Linked DNA regions of Danio rerio: region 1 is linked to region 2. Evidence: chromatin contacts called from public Hi-C data. All regions are on one chromosome and are shown on one strand. The core of a region is the stretch at or near the end of the contact, and the rest is flanking DNA. Distances in the headings are between cores, read along the strand shown.

The links. Hi-C and Micro-C count contacts between places; a contact is called where the count stands out from the background.
Region 1: a contact with region 2 is called in a Hi-C map of embryo, with 1.8 times the contacts expected there. The contact joins two enhancer-like sites. A contact is called at or near these places in 3 of 18 Hi-C or Micro-C datasets (embryo and hematopoietic stem cells).

The regions. Positions count from the first base shown.
Region 1 is chr2:51,012,740-51,016,144 of GRCz12tu, forward strand. The region is part of intron 1 of mbnl1 (muscleblind-like splicing regulator 1); the gene reads left to right. Among named protein-coding and RNA genes, the nearest start is that of mbnl1, 14 kb to the left of the region's middle. Within about 2 kb of position 1,377, at least 5 of the 62 cell types and tissues checked have an H3K27ac peak or open chromatin away from gene starts, as enhancers often do.
Region 2 is chr2:50,954,879-50,958,161 of GRCz12tu, forward strand. No RefSeq gene overlaps it. Among named protein-coding and RNA genes, the nearest start is that of mbnl1, 44 kb to the right of the region's middle. Within about 2 kb of position 1,638, at least 31 of the 62 cell types and tissues checked have an H3K27ac peak or open chromatin away from gene starts, as enhancers often do.

The sequences.
Region 1 (3,405 bases), core at 127-2,626, 58 kb after region 2:
AGCAGAATGAACCGCCAACTTATCCTGCATATGTTTTACGCAGCGGATGCCCTTCCAGCTGCAACCCATAACTGGGAAACATTCATTCACACTCATACACACACACACACACACTACCCACTTTAGTCTACCCAATTCACCTATTACCCACTTTGCAGCCAGTTTTCAAATCAAAATTATGAAATTAAATTCAAAATACCACTTGAAAATTGTGAGTTTGTCTGCATTTACAAATAATCATTTTTCAGACCGAAAAATTGGGGGGCGGCACAATGGCGCACACAATCGCCTCACAGCAAGAAGGTTGGTGGTTCTAGCCCCGGCTAGGTCAGTTGACATTTCTGTGTGGAGTCTGCATGTCCTCCCCTTGTTGGCGTGGGTTTCCTCCGGGTGTTCCGGTTTCCCCCACAGTCCAAAGACATGCGATATGGGTGAATTGGGTAGGCTAAATTGTGCGTAGTGTATGTGTGAAAGAGTGTGTATGGATGTTTCACAGTGATGGGTTGCAGCTGGAAGGGCATCCGCTGCGTAAAACATATGCTGGATAAGCTGGCGGTTCATTCCGCTGTGGCGACCGTTGAGTCAGAATAACCCGATATTGATTATTTCACGGCGTCACGGTGACGCAATTGGTAGTGCTGTCACCTCACAGCAAGAACGTCACTGTTTTGAGCCTTGGCTGGGTCAGCTGGCGTTTCTTTGTGGAGTTTGCATGTTCTCCCTGCGCTCATTAAAGTCTTAACCCTTAAAGCTGTTTTTAACATTAGTAAAAATAATAATAAATGTTTCTTCAGCACAAAATTAGCATATTAGAATAATTTCTGAATGACCATGCAAAACTGCATACTGAGAATTCAGCCTTGCCAACAGAGTGACAACAAATGAAGAATAAAGAATGGAAAATATTATTTTAATATTTAATTATATTTAATTAATATTTAATTATAAAATTAAATATTTAATTTAATTATCATTTACATTTTCTTTTCATCAAATTAACCCAGAAGAGCCTTCTTTCATGAAATCCATCCCTAAACTTTTCTGCCAGATTAGTGAAGTGTGCTTCAGCCATTGTTTCATCGAGTGTTTTATGTGTGTCACTGCATTATGAGGGCAGAGTAACGATCACAGCAGACCGTGGATGGCCTTCTTTCAGATGATATAATTAGAGCAGGTATCACATGACCAGGCATCTAAAACACACACACACACACACAGAGATCCAGAAACCCAACACAAACAAGCATCTATGCTTTCAGCGTTGTGCGTTTGCATGTGATGCAAATTGTTTGACTGAATACCATCAAATCTACTTTCCCTTCCTGCCAGCCCCTCAAATAATGCTAAAATCTGACAAGACTGAGGTGAAGTAGTTTGAGGGAGGACTAACACTCCCACTTAATGCTTATCTCTCCATTTTAGCTCAGGTTTTGCAATTAGGTGAAGTAGAGGCTTGCCGATTTAATGGGGTTGTTTGTTGTTCACGAACACTCATTTGACCTTGTTCAGTCAGACTGAACTAATCTAAACAGAGTAAACAGCACGATCAAAGCCAATGTAAAACATGATGATATTTGTACTCGTGACTGAACATCAGTTGCCTTTTGCTTCATATGATGTCTACAGACTGCCTGATAAACTACATTATGAAGCGCCAAATATATTTATTGTGATAATTTATTTATTAATTCATTCATTTTCCTTCGGCTTAGCCCCTTATTTATCAGGGGTCGCCACAGAGGAATGAACCACCAACTACTCCACCATATGATTTATGCTCTCACATTCACACACACAATCATAATGTAATGTAATGTAATGTGCATTTATATAGCGCATTTATTGTGTATGCCTATACACCCAAAGCACTTCACAAGAAAATTTGGCCAGGACACCTGGGTTACACCCCTACTCTTAACAAGAAGTGCCATGGGATTTTAAATGACCACAAAGAGTCAGGAACTTGGTTTGACGTCTCATCCGAAAGACATATACATTGTGTCCAATTTTTGTTTACCTAACTCACCTACACTGCATGTCTTTAGACTGTTGAGGGAAACCAGAGTACCCGGAGAAAACCCACGCAAACACGAGGTAGAACATTCAAACTCAGAAACGCCAACTGACACAGCCAGTCAACAGGGTGACTTTTTTTCTGCTGATCATCAAAAAGACATCAAATGTAAATAGGGTAACACTTTTGCAATAACGATGGGTTTGTTAACATTTACAGTTTAAAAAAAATATAAATATATATTGCTACTTTAAATTTATTAGTTTAATAAAATTTACTGTTCTTGTCATCTGAACGTCAATTTTTTTTTTAATTAAAAAAAATATTTTTTAAAATGTTTAACTAAAAATATGTTTAAGCAACGTAAAAATATTTTTTGTCTTGACTTTTTTTATTACATCTTTTACAATTTAACATTAAAAATACTTTAATAATTTCAGCTGTTTTTTTACCTGATTTAAAAATATTGATAAAATATTTTTTAAATGGAACTAATCTGATATCTTTAAAAAAGAGGAATAAACACTGCACAAAATATATTGCTCATTTTTAATCTAAGTAAAAACTTTAAAACAAGACATTATTCTGTCGTCTTCGACACACTTTAAATCTAAGTTTATTAGAAATAAATATGCTTAGCTGCCTTTTGTTATTTCACAGTTTTCTCTTTTCAAACTGTTGGGATCATTTATTATTATTTTTTTAAAGAAATCAATAGTTGTATTCAACAAGGCGAGATTCAATTGATCAAAAAAAAAAAATAGAGATAATACATTTATAATGTTTTCAAAGAGTTCTATTTCAAATTATAATCTCTTGTAAAACTTGTAAAAGAAAAAGTATTTTCTTATTGACTTGCTGTTTATTAAAGAATTCAGAAAACAAACATTATTCCCAGTTTTCACAGAGGCATTTCACAGTAAAACATAACTTTTAACACTGAGATGCACAAATATGAAATCCCCGCCTCAACCCTCCACCCACAACAATTTATAAAATCATCGCAAACTCCTAAATCTGTTCATTCAGAGTGGTTTAATTGTAAATAAATATAGCTGAAACAGTTATATGGGAAAAAAGGCAAAATACAAAAGATAGAATACATAGCTTACATAAAATAGTTGCAAATAAAATAAAAGGTATATTTTGTATAAATACACTTAAATATTACAGTAATATTACTAATATACAGTAATATTACAATGCTGTAGTTTTTATGTTCATTTAAAAAAAGCACTTTTAAGCCTAAATAAAACAAAAGCATAATTCTCCTGAACGGCTCATGCAATGATATATCACATTTGAGACCTTTTATTCTTGGAAAGAGTTTTAAAAATCCAGGAGAAATAGGAAAAATGTTTCAACCAGATGTTAGTGGCGTAGAATTTAAA
Region 2 (3,283 bases), core at 388-2,887:
TTTATTACACAAATGAGGGTTAATATGAATAATCACTAAACACCGCACTCTGACACAAATGTGCATGTATTTGACCATTAAATCGCTCACATTAAGAAGGCGTTAGATGTGTGTGCTCTGCTCGTTTCCGAGGCTAATCGCGCACACACACTGAAGCATGCCATGCAGTCTCGTTCGTGCTATTTAAAATATGAATGATTCGAACGTACATCAGTAACTGATGCACATCCCAATAAAAGCAGTTTTTATTATTTTAAAACCTATTTTAAGGTCAAAATTATTAGCCCCTTTAACCAATTTTTTTGAATGCCTTGTTTTACGATGACTTGCCTAATTACCCTAAATTAACTTAATTAACCTACTGTTGTTAAACCTTTAAATTGCAATTTAAGCTCAATAGTATCTTGATAAAGATCTAGTAAAATATTAGGTAAGTCATCATGGCTGTGTTTGTGTGTGTGTATATATAGCAGTGTGATGTGGCTGTATATCGGCACTGGTGGGAGGTGTGCATTATAGTCATATTGCACTGCTACGAGTGTGAAATTGCGTTTATACAACAGTTTGGCTTCATAATTGTGTATGTAAAAAAGAAAATCAAATACGAAGAGTCTCATAATCCTTTTGTATGAGGAACTACTTTCTTCCGCCGATCGTTCACATCTGAAGCTTTGAACTTTGAGAGTGTTTAAACTAGAGAGAAAAGTGTGAAAATGTTAATGCCTGTCTGAGTAAAGTGTATAAAGTGTGCAGTGAGGGCTTTTACTGCCCTAAAACATCTATAACAGTTGAAAAATATTAAGCTGACTACTTCACGGATTTCACCTATTGCGAGTTACTTTTAGAACGCCACTCTCGTGAATAATGAAGGACCACTGCATTGTGAAATGTTTAGTGTCAAAGCAGAGCTCATTAATATTCACAACCCTTCCAAATAAGGTCAAAATGAAGCTTTTCTTTTTAAGTGTAATTCCTATGGTTGTAAATGAGCATATAAAAACATATCTGGAGAATTTTAGCAACTAAGCCACATACCTACATATTGAACCAATGCATTCTATGGCACCTTTAAGCCTTTGGTGCATGCCACTGTGAATACAACAATCTGAATATTCTTAGCATGCATTCTAAAAGTTAAATTGATAAATAAAATGTATATTTTAAAACTTTACTATATTTAACAACATCATGAGTGTTTATTATCGCAATATACTGCATTTTATTATTGAACAACTTCTTAAAGTCTCAGAGGAGGGCAGTGGTGTTTCCTTTCTCTCTCTATCTCTCTTTCTTTCTGCTGCTAAAACACCCAGATGCAAATAAGATAAAAGCAGGTTTCCATGGCGATAGAGAGAATGATCGCTGAACACACACACACACACACACACACACACTTACACACACACACACACACACACACACACACACACACACACACACACACACACACACACATACACACACACACACACACACACACGGTTGCTTCAGTCTGTGCTTTATCATGTGATCACACATTGAAAGCATAAACGCACACCCGCACACACTCTGACATCTTAATGCAGTGTTTTGCATGCATGCTTCTCCCTGCTTAGCCATGCACCGTGACACACCAGGGCATACGTTAGTATCTGGCCCAGAATGCACTGCGGTGAGCCACATTGGCTTGGTGACACATGTGTGAGTTCCTGTCTCGATCTCAGTGGAGATACAGCTCTCGCACCACAAGCGGGTAAGAACCAACCCAGCAAACATCGCCTTAAATATGCACGTTTTCTCAATATTTTCTGTTTGCTTCTATTACTGTGAATATCTATCTGTTTTATTATTTATTTATATGTATGTTATTAATATATTGTTGTAAATAAGTGAACAGTTGCATTCTTAAATGCTAATGTTGAGTTGTTTTATATATATTGAGTAATTTGGCCGGTTTGTCACTGTTATTTTTGCTTCGTTTTACAAAATCTGAAAATTATTGGTAAAATAAATACTTTCCTACTTAAAAATATGCACGTTGTTTTGGGAATTCTTCATATGTTTATATAATACATATAATATTTTTACATTTATGAAAAAAATATCAATATTTAGACTGTAAACTATTTTAATGCATTTTGATCACTGTAGTTTGTAGTTTATAACCATATAGGACAATATATACTTTACTTTTAATTGTTAATGCATTACAATATGGCGCAAATACATCAAATGATTAACTTATTAATATTTTTTTTACTGTATATGGTAAGTTTATCTACTGTAGATTGGATATTTACCTTCTTTTCTCTTAAAATGACTTGCATTTTGACATGCTTGACCACTTCCTCCTCTGCCTCTTTGTCTGCCGAATTTGGTATGCAAACCATTTCATGTCAATTTCCATTATGAAGTTGTTTGACTTTGTTAAAGGGTCATAGTTGCTACCGATCACTCTCTGTCCTTTAATGTTGCTTCACAACTTATTTGATTATATTCAAAGTCGGTTTGAGGAATCAATGATGTACATCTGCTGCCAAATGTCATTGACCGTGTAAAACACACCAACGACTTTGCCTCTGACAGTAAGAAAGGACTATTCATTTCTGAATGTTTTGCTGCTGTTGATTTTCTTTAGGACACTCTCCAGAGGTGATTATGTAAGGTGTGATGTGAGATTGTGCTTTTTGTTTATTGAGATACATCTGTAGTTGGTGATAACATTTGGCGGGAGGAGATGAGCAGCCGTTCTGTTTAGTCATCGAGAGCTGTTTTGTAATGCGTTTCCCCTTGCATATCTCTCAGAGCAAACTGAAATGCTTCTTTCTCAACACGCTTTGTGTCAAAACAGTGTCAGGCTTTGTTAGGTTTTGTACGTCCGTGCTCCAAAAGAGGACGTTTGCAAACTGAGAAGTTCTCACTCTTGTCACTCATAAACTTCCTGTTTTCTTGCTGTTGTAACTGTTTGAGCAAGTGAAACTAGCTCAGTTTCCTAATTTAGCTCTATGAAGTTGCTACGAGTCTCTTTTAATGTCAAGATGTTATAGCAGTGCATGGCTTTAAAAAATGATACATACATGTGTGTGCTTGTGTGTATATACCCACACATAAGCTTTAATTCAAATATTGACAAAGCCAACATTGAGGTTTTTGTTTTTCAATAAAATTTAAATGACACTTTTTAACCCAATGATTGGGTTTGTTCATTTTGAACCAATGTTGGGTTTAAACAACCCAGTGTTTTTTCAATAATGTGTGTGTATGTACATATTTTTTTTTCTTAATTATTTGCTATATACATATA